Regions from separate parts of the Anas platyrhynchos genome. Here region 1 is linked to region 2. A link is a contact called in public Hi-C data. All regions are on one chromosome and are shown on one strand. The core of a region is the stretch at or near the end of the contact, and the rest is flanking DNA. Distances in the headings are between cores, read along the strand shown. Region 1 has its middle 12 kb from the start of BIRC2. Region 2 holds the start of TMEM123 (transmembrane protein 123).

Evidence for each region. A called contact is a pair of places that touch in the nucleus more often than the background predicts.
Region 1: a Hi-C map of small yellow follicle shows a contact between it and region 2, with 1.9 times the contacts expected there. The contact joins the enhancer-like site here to the promoter of TMEM123 in region 2. A contact is called at or near these places in 3 of 8 Hi-C or Micro-C datasets (liver, small yellow follicle and subcutaneous adipose tissue).

What each region holds. Positions count from the first base shown.
Region 1 is chr1:192,666,155-192,669,853 of IASCAAS_PekinDuck_T2T, forward strand. No RefSeq gene overlaps it. Among named protein-coding and RNA genes, the nearest start is that of BIRC2, 12 kb to the left of the region's middle. Within about 2 kb of position 2,292, at least 2 of the 8 cell types and tissues checked have an H3K27ac peak or open chromatin away from gene starts, as enhancers often do. A contact at or near this core is called in small yellow follicle, where this site is marked.
Region 2 is chr1:192,621,127-192,624,825 of IASCAAS_PekinDuck_T2T, forward strand. It overlaps TMEM123 (transmembrane protein 123), which reads left to right and starts at 1,821. Exons shown (of 6, transcript XM_027468025.3): 1 at 1,821-1,979. The coding sequence starts at 1,922.

The DNA.
Region 1 (3,699 bases), core at 1,042-3,541, 45 kb after region 2:
GAGTAAAAGTTACGGGGCTTTGTTGGCTTGCAGCACAAGAGGAGCCAGGGCTCAGGTAAGTTCGTGCTTGTGAACTGGAAGAAGCCCAGCCCTGGCAGAGCCCAGGAACCGCGTACTGGGCCACGTCCCCACTTCGTGGCCATGCTCCTGGAGCATGGGCTGCTCTTGGGCCCTCACGCAGCCAGAAGCTAAGCGGTTAACAGGTCTGTGAACATCAGCAGTCATAAACTATCAGATAGGACATTAACCCTCGGTACTGCTTCTGGACACAGGAAGTTAATGAACAAAAAACTGGTGTGAAGAGGAAGAACAAAGTACAGCTTTGTCTGCAAGGAATTAGCTGTCCATGTGCTGAGGCTTGCTGGGGGTCTGGAGAACTTTTTTCCTAAAACCAGAGTCCAGAGATACAACTGCAATCGTCCACACAGCGTATACCACAAGAGTTACTACAACAACTGTAATCATATCGCAGGCTATATGTTGTTTACTCACCAATTTTAGCTTCACAGACTCCTCCCCTTCAGACATGTGGATCCACCTGCCCTATTTTGCATCATAACTCTGAGAATTAGGGTTAGGAAGCTTTCCTGGCTGTTCAAATCCCAATCCTTCTCACTGAGCTGCTCCATATAGGATGGGCTTAGCACTGGACATCGAGGCACGTGAGTCACGTATTGCAGATTAAAAAATTTTTTTTTTCTTTTTCATCCATCTTTTTTTTTCTTAACAATTGATTACCAGTTGTTTTTTTATTATTATTATTATTATTTATTTATTTTTTCCCACCAACTTTGCCTAGGAGCACTAATTCCTTTTGGTCATCTGTTTTTGAAAACAAAAGTAATTTTGGTAGCAACACTATCTCAGTCACATTTCTTGGGAAAGAACACAGGGTCACAAATTAATCGAATTATAATCAACAGCAGAGAAAAAGATTGTAGGTTTGTTAATCTCTTGCTATGTAATTAAGCATGCTGAGTGCTTTGTGTTGCTTTTCTCTATGCCACAGCAAACAGAGAGCCAAGGTGTGGAGCAGTGACCCAGGAGCTCATCAGGTTTCCTGGTTATTGAGTTTGCAGAGGTAGAACTTTACAGCCAAAACCTGAACGTCCCCCAAAGACACCAGACACTCTGTCCGATGCACGGCAGCAAGAAAATGCCAAAAAAAGGGCTGGTGTTGTTTTAGCACCACCGAGTGGACAGATAAGGGAAAAAAAAAAAAAAAAAAAAGTCATTTTTGAGACTGGATAACTAGGTGTCCCTGGGTAGGCGATGGCATGGTGCTGGCTGCTGGAGACCAGAGCAGCATCAGCCACCCCGAGTCCAACACTGCAGCCATACATCCCACACCCCTACAGCCCTTTCTCATATATTGACAAGACACACAAGATTCCCTTATCTTTGGGGGATGTTTCCTTGGAGCTCAGCCTGTGACCCTGTGTGCCCACTAGCTTCCACACCAGTCAACATTCATACACTACTCATGCTTTAAACCCTTATCCATATGGCATCTCAGCAGTAGCAACCCAGTGGCTAATTGCAAAAATACCCTGATTATTTATTTATCACCTGCAATAGGTCTCAAGAACCTTAACACCCTACAGTTCTTATTAGTGAATTAATTGGTACGTCCTCAACCATTTTCTTATGGTCATCCACAGATATCTCGGCAAACTTTTGTACATCTTGTCACCAAATTAGTCTGTTTTGTTACACTGCACATAGTTCCGGAGTCTGGAAAGTCACTTCTGAAAATGTTACACTTGAAAATATGAACACAATATCTTTAATAAACAAAGATGACTGTAATATAAAGACAAAGATAAAATCTGCAATTCACAATGCAGAATTTCAGTTGCCTCAGAAGCAGCCCAAATACTGCCTACTGTTTTCTGCCAGCTGTGTACCTCCACTGAAATCAAAGCCCTGTTACATGGATAAATGAGTTTTTCCTCTAGTCACAGGCAAGAAAAAATACTTAATGTAATGTTTCAATGTGTTCCTTGTATCCCAACTGTTCTGTGGGATTGGGGCAGTAACTTGTGGGTGGCTGGCTGGACTTGAACAGTTTTTAATGCTGTTCAGAAAAGATATATGAAGACATGTAGCAGCTGTAGCTACGTAAGAGCTGCTTTCCCCTGGTACCAGATAAGATAGTTTATTAAATTAGATAAAACTGCCTTCAACCCCCCCAATATTCTCAATACTTTACTGTCATACTCCTGCCTAGAACTTTGGCCAGCTCTGTCTCTTGTGACTTATCAGTTGTGTATCTGTTACTTGGATTACCCTGCAGCCTGGAGAGCCCTTTGTGCTACTCCAGAAGTGCATGCGCCGTCTCTGCACTGGAGAGTTTACAGTTTGCCGAGATAAGAGATGAAGGGAAGGGAAGGGAAGGGAAGGGAAGGGAAGGGAAGGGAAGGGAAGGGAAGGGAAGGGAAGGGAAGGGAAGGGAAGGGAAGGGAAGGGAAGGGAAGGGAAGGGAAGGGAAGGGAAGGGAAGGGAAGGGAAGGGAAGGGAAGGGAAGGGAAGGGAAGGGAAGGGAAGGGAAGGGAAGGGAAGGCATTTGGCAGCAGGACAGCCATGATGGGCTGCAGCGTGCACGGGAGGGCCCAGGTCAGGGTCTCTGTGTCCTCTCCTACAGAGCCAGAAAGACCTGGCCCCTGTCCAAGAGAGGGCCTGTGTGGCTGTGTAGAAGATGGAGGGAAGGAGAGGCAGCTCTCCTGAAAAGTGGTCTATCAAAAGTTGAAGCTTGGAGCAATGGCAAGCGTCCTTCAGGATACTTGACTGCAAGTCTGCAGGCAGCAGAGCTGTCCTGGAACAAGTGCAGGCGCAGATGACACATTTTCTGCAAATTCCACTTTTCATATCATGTTTGTTGCTTGCTTATTACATGCAGCCTGATTAAAATAGAAGCATTTAAGAAACTGCTGCCATCTTAGGTCCTCTCAGCTTTGAGCGAAGGAGAAAAAAATCCCCTTCACAAGTTAAAGGGCGCCAACCTCCAGTTCTTGCCAACCTTTGCTGCGTACTTGCCCTCCTTCACACCTCTCAACTCTGTGTACTTGCCACCCACACACCTCTGGGGGTTGAGCAAACACTTGGCCATGTCTGACAGTAGGTTTCTCAGCTGTTGGTAATAAATTTGAGTGCCTAAGTCCAAATAATGCAGCCAAAGACAACTAGTGTTGGATCTAAAGAAAGCAAGAAAGAGCCTAACCACCATTTTGGTTGTTACCAGCCTCATATTTCCAGCCTTTACCTTGGAGGCCTGAATTCCACTCCCTGCCCTTAGGACCATTTCTGTTTTACCTGGTAGCTGTTTCTGTGTTTGATAGGGAGCTGGTCTGGGAGAACCCACCTCCTGTCTGCCTGCCACTCTCCTGCACTAGATGAGGCAGTCATGTCCATCACTCTCTAGTCCTTGGCTGCTCGACAGCCCAGCTACCTATAGTAAGACAGGAAAATCAATCACAGCATTAGTCCAAGTTATCTATGTTCAGTAGTCTGGCCCTGTTGGTTGTGCTGGTCTAAATCCTTCAGAGCAAGGAGGGGATTCACACCAGGTACAGCATGCTACCAGGTCAGGTGGGCCAGCATGGCAGTGCTGATGCTGGGTCACCTCCTTCTGCTGATGGCACCAGTTTGCAGCTACAAGAACACAACACCATACTTACACATGGGCACTGCCACAGCTCT
Region 2 (3,699 bases), core at 571-3,070:
ATTTTTACTTGGGAATCTAGATGAGAAATCATTTATTACACCATGTACCAAAAGAAGATGGTAACTTTCACTAGATTTTCCCAGAACTTTTCTTTCTTCTCAGCACATGAACAGCTCTCAGCTACCCCCAGATATATTGTCAGAAAATCACTTCCCACAGGACTATGAACATCACATGGAGCTGGATCAAGCCAAAATGACAAACACCAAGTTTTCCACCTTCTCTGTCTTTACACAGCAGAGCTCATGCTACTTTTCAGCACATCTCAGTTCCTGCTAACTCATCGCTTCTACCAGAGTTATGTTTCTGTCTTCCACAAGTCTATGACTTCTTCTTGTTCTGTGTATTTTGACTACTCTTCTCCTGCAGATACACAAGTTGAGCAATGTTAATTAGGCTAGTCCCAAAATAAGTTGTTTCCAGTCTCTTCTAAACCTGATGTTTGCCAGAGTTGTGCAAGAGCTGAAGGAGAACTTACATAATTAATACCTTTATCCTCTAAATACATGTTAGATTAATAAAAAACTCTTATTACAAGCTTTGCTTCTATAACCACAAGCCCTTATACTTCATAACATACGTATTATTAGCTTTACTGGAGTTAGGCTAGCAGCAGTTGTTATTCCTACTGCCAAGATAAAGAAAAGCTTTGGAGAATCATTTCAGAAAATTCACAGGCAAAAGGTTCACGTTGCTCTTCAGTTGCCTCATTCAGGAGAACTACATGGGAAGCAACGCAAAACAAAGACATAAGAAAATGCCCAAAGTGTAACACATATCATCTACTTTCACCAAATGCAAGGCCTTTATTCAACATTTTAGTTTACCACTCTCTTGCTGAGACTTACAGACAAAATGGTTGTGAAAGGGTAACTCCGTCATAAGGAAGTGACCCAGGTCTATGCCTCGGTACAATGTCACCACCTGCCTTTCTGCTCTGAGGCCAGTCCCTTTCTCTCTTTGGCTTGGCATGCAAATATCTTTGTGCCACAGGGAACATAAATGTAGTGATGCATGCTAAACATCCTCCTGTGACCTTGATGAGGATGCTACAACCACCCACATTGAAAGTATTTTTCTCCAGCTTTTTAGAATGCAATTTGTAGCAGCACACAGTTGTTTTTCCTTTAATGAAGGCTTTTCTAGCTGTTTTGATACTTAAGAACACATTCATAAATTTCCTTTACAGTGTCTGACACCAACCTTACGTTAGTAGCATGCAAGAAAACATATATGGTAGCAGACATGAACAGTTCTTTTACTTTATGGCCCTTGCAGTCAATTTTGTAGCTTTGCTGTTAACGATGTGTAAAACTTTTCCAGGTATGTAGGGAAATTTTAGGATAGCTCTGTGGCCTCCACTCAGGTTACAGAACTGCATTAAACACGATCTGTCTGTACGATGGGTGACCTGTACCCTGTTACCCACTGCGAGCAGCCAGGCAGTCGCATTAGGAAGAAGCACAGTAAGCTGCGGAGAAGACGGACGAGTAGACATTATTGAGACAGGCATTACCAACAGCAGAGGAAGACCCAAGTTCACCACTGAGACTCGAGAGTTATTAAAACAACACACAGAAAAGGCATTTATTTATATCAATAACTGAAAGACACGCATGTAGCACTCCTAGCACTCGGCTCCTGCTTCCCCTACCACTCACAGACTCACAGCACTATTACTCTAGCACCGTAAAAGGCCACTCCCCTCTTTCCTCTCCTCTCTCAGCTCCTCTCTCAGCACCCCCCACACCAACCCCAAACCACCACAGCCCCCAACCCGCTCCCATGCCCAGCGCTGAGGCAGGGCTGGGCGGGGCGCCCTGTAATGGCCGCCGCCCCTCGCCCCGCCCCGCCCCGGCCCGGCCCCGGCAGCGCCTGGCGTGCTGAGCCCGCTGCCGCCCTCCGGCTCTCTCCGCGGCCATGTGGCTCTGGGGCTGTGCTGCTTGCGTGCTGCTGCTGCTTGTCGCCCCCGGTTCCTGTGAGTAGCATCCGCGGGAGGACGGGAGCAGGGAGCTGGAGGCTGCGGGGATGGGTTGGGGAAAGCCGGGGGGTACCGCGCCCCGCTCTGCCTCAGGGTGGCCCGGGGGGGTCGCGGTGCCCCGGGTGTGTTGCGCCGCGCTGGGAGGGTGCCCCCCTGTCCTGCCCCTCTCTGAGGCACGGTGACATCGTGGCGAGCGGTTTTGGGTGGCTTCGGGAGAGTTTGGGCTTTGCTTTTGGGACAGGTGGTGGGTTTCGGTGGGTTTCTGTCCCGCGCGGCAGCAGTGCGTCCCTGCCCGGTGGCTGGCGCTCCTAAACGCTCAGCTTCTTGTTTTGTGGTGGTGAAAGGCGGCATTCAGGCGGCAATTGTCAGAAGGCACTCGAATAAAAAGAGAGAGACAACAGTCCGAGCTGCCAGCATCGCCTTTTCCAAAAACTGAAACGCCTCGTGCAGTGCTTCACAGTTTTCAGAAGTACGTAAGCCGACAGATGGGTACCAAAATTAACTTGAACAAAATAACGTTCTTGCCCTAAATAAATAAATAAATAAAATTTGTTTTTTACACTTTTTTTTTTTAACCGAAACTTACTTGTAATCTGTTTACGGCTTTGCTGAGATTATGGCCTCCATTTCACAAAGATAGACTGCCATTTCATTAGATAGGAGATTGGCCTGATCTGTCCTTTATTGTGCTGCTTCCTGGTTCTGTATGCTGGTTTAACCCCACATACAGTCAGTGCTGTCTCCTGTGGCAGGGTTGGTCTCATCTAACTTTAGGCAGGCTAACTTTAGTCCTTTTATACTTGAGTTTGTTGCGTAGGTTCCACTTACGACCTGGTGAGAGAAACTGTGCCCTTCTAGGTTCAGCTCAATGTCACCACTATTGAGGTGACTGCTGTAGGGTGAGCCAGGGAGCCCCTGAGAAGTTATTATTTATCAGTATGTATGGATACACTTGATTAAATAACAGCTACGTTTGGGTCAGGCTCTGATGCGTGTAGTCTAGGTCTGTTCCTTAATATAACACGTTGAAGTACAGATTTCACGTTCAGACAAAAGTGAAAAATGCATCATTCACCTAAGCTTGCATTTTCGGTTAGTCACAGAACAGCACTTACACGGTATGCTTTGCTATGTTGTTCAGTATTTTTTGTAATTGTTTCTGGATCTTTTTATTCTGCCCACATATTCAGCAACTTCCAGAAACTCCTGCTGAGGTCTGTGTTGGTTTCAGCAAGGGTTGGTGTGATATGAGAAGGTGGCAGTAGATTTGTCCTCATTCCAGTCAAGACTGTTGGGCAAACTTGTTATTTCAATATAATGCTGTTCTTTTACTCTGCTAGAAAGTTTATTTCTGTGTGTCAAGTCAGTGGAAGAAACATTTACCAAAATAGTATGGTCTAGAAAATTCCTCCCCATTATTATAAAAAATCCAGTTGGTTTCATGACATCTTACAGAGTACGGAGAACTGATGCTCCTGTGCAGGGAGCCCACCCCCTTCCTACTCATTCAGAAAAGATCTTCAGCATCTCCTCTGAGCTTACTTGTGAACAAAACTGCTCATGACACCAGAAAAGAGTGGCAGCAGCAGTCTCCAGACCTGAAAATGGGCATGGCGTTTTTATTTCAGTGCATCTCCATTCTTCTCTTAGATCCTTGGGTGGCAGCAATAGGTTTAAGTGTTTTTCAGTCTCAAATGGACTGAGGTTGAGAATCAGT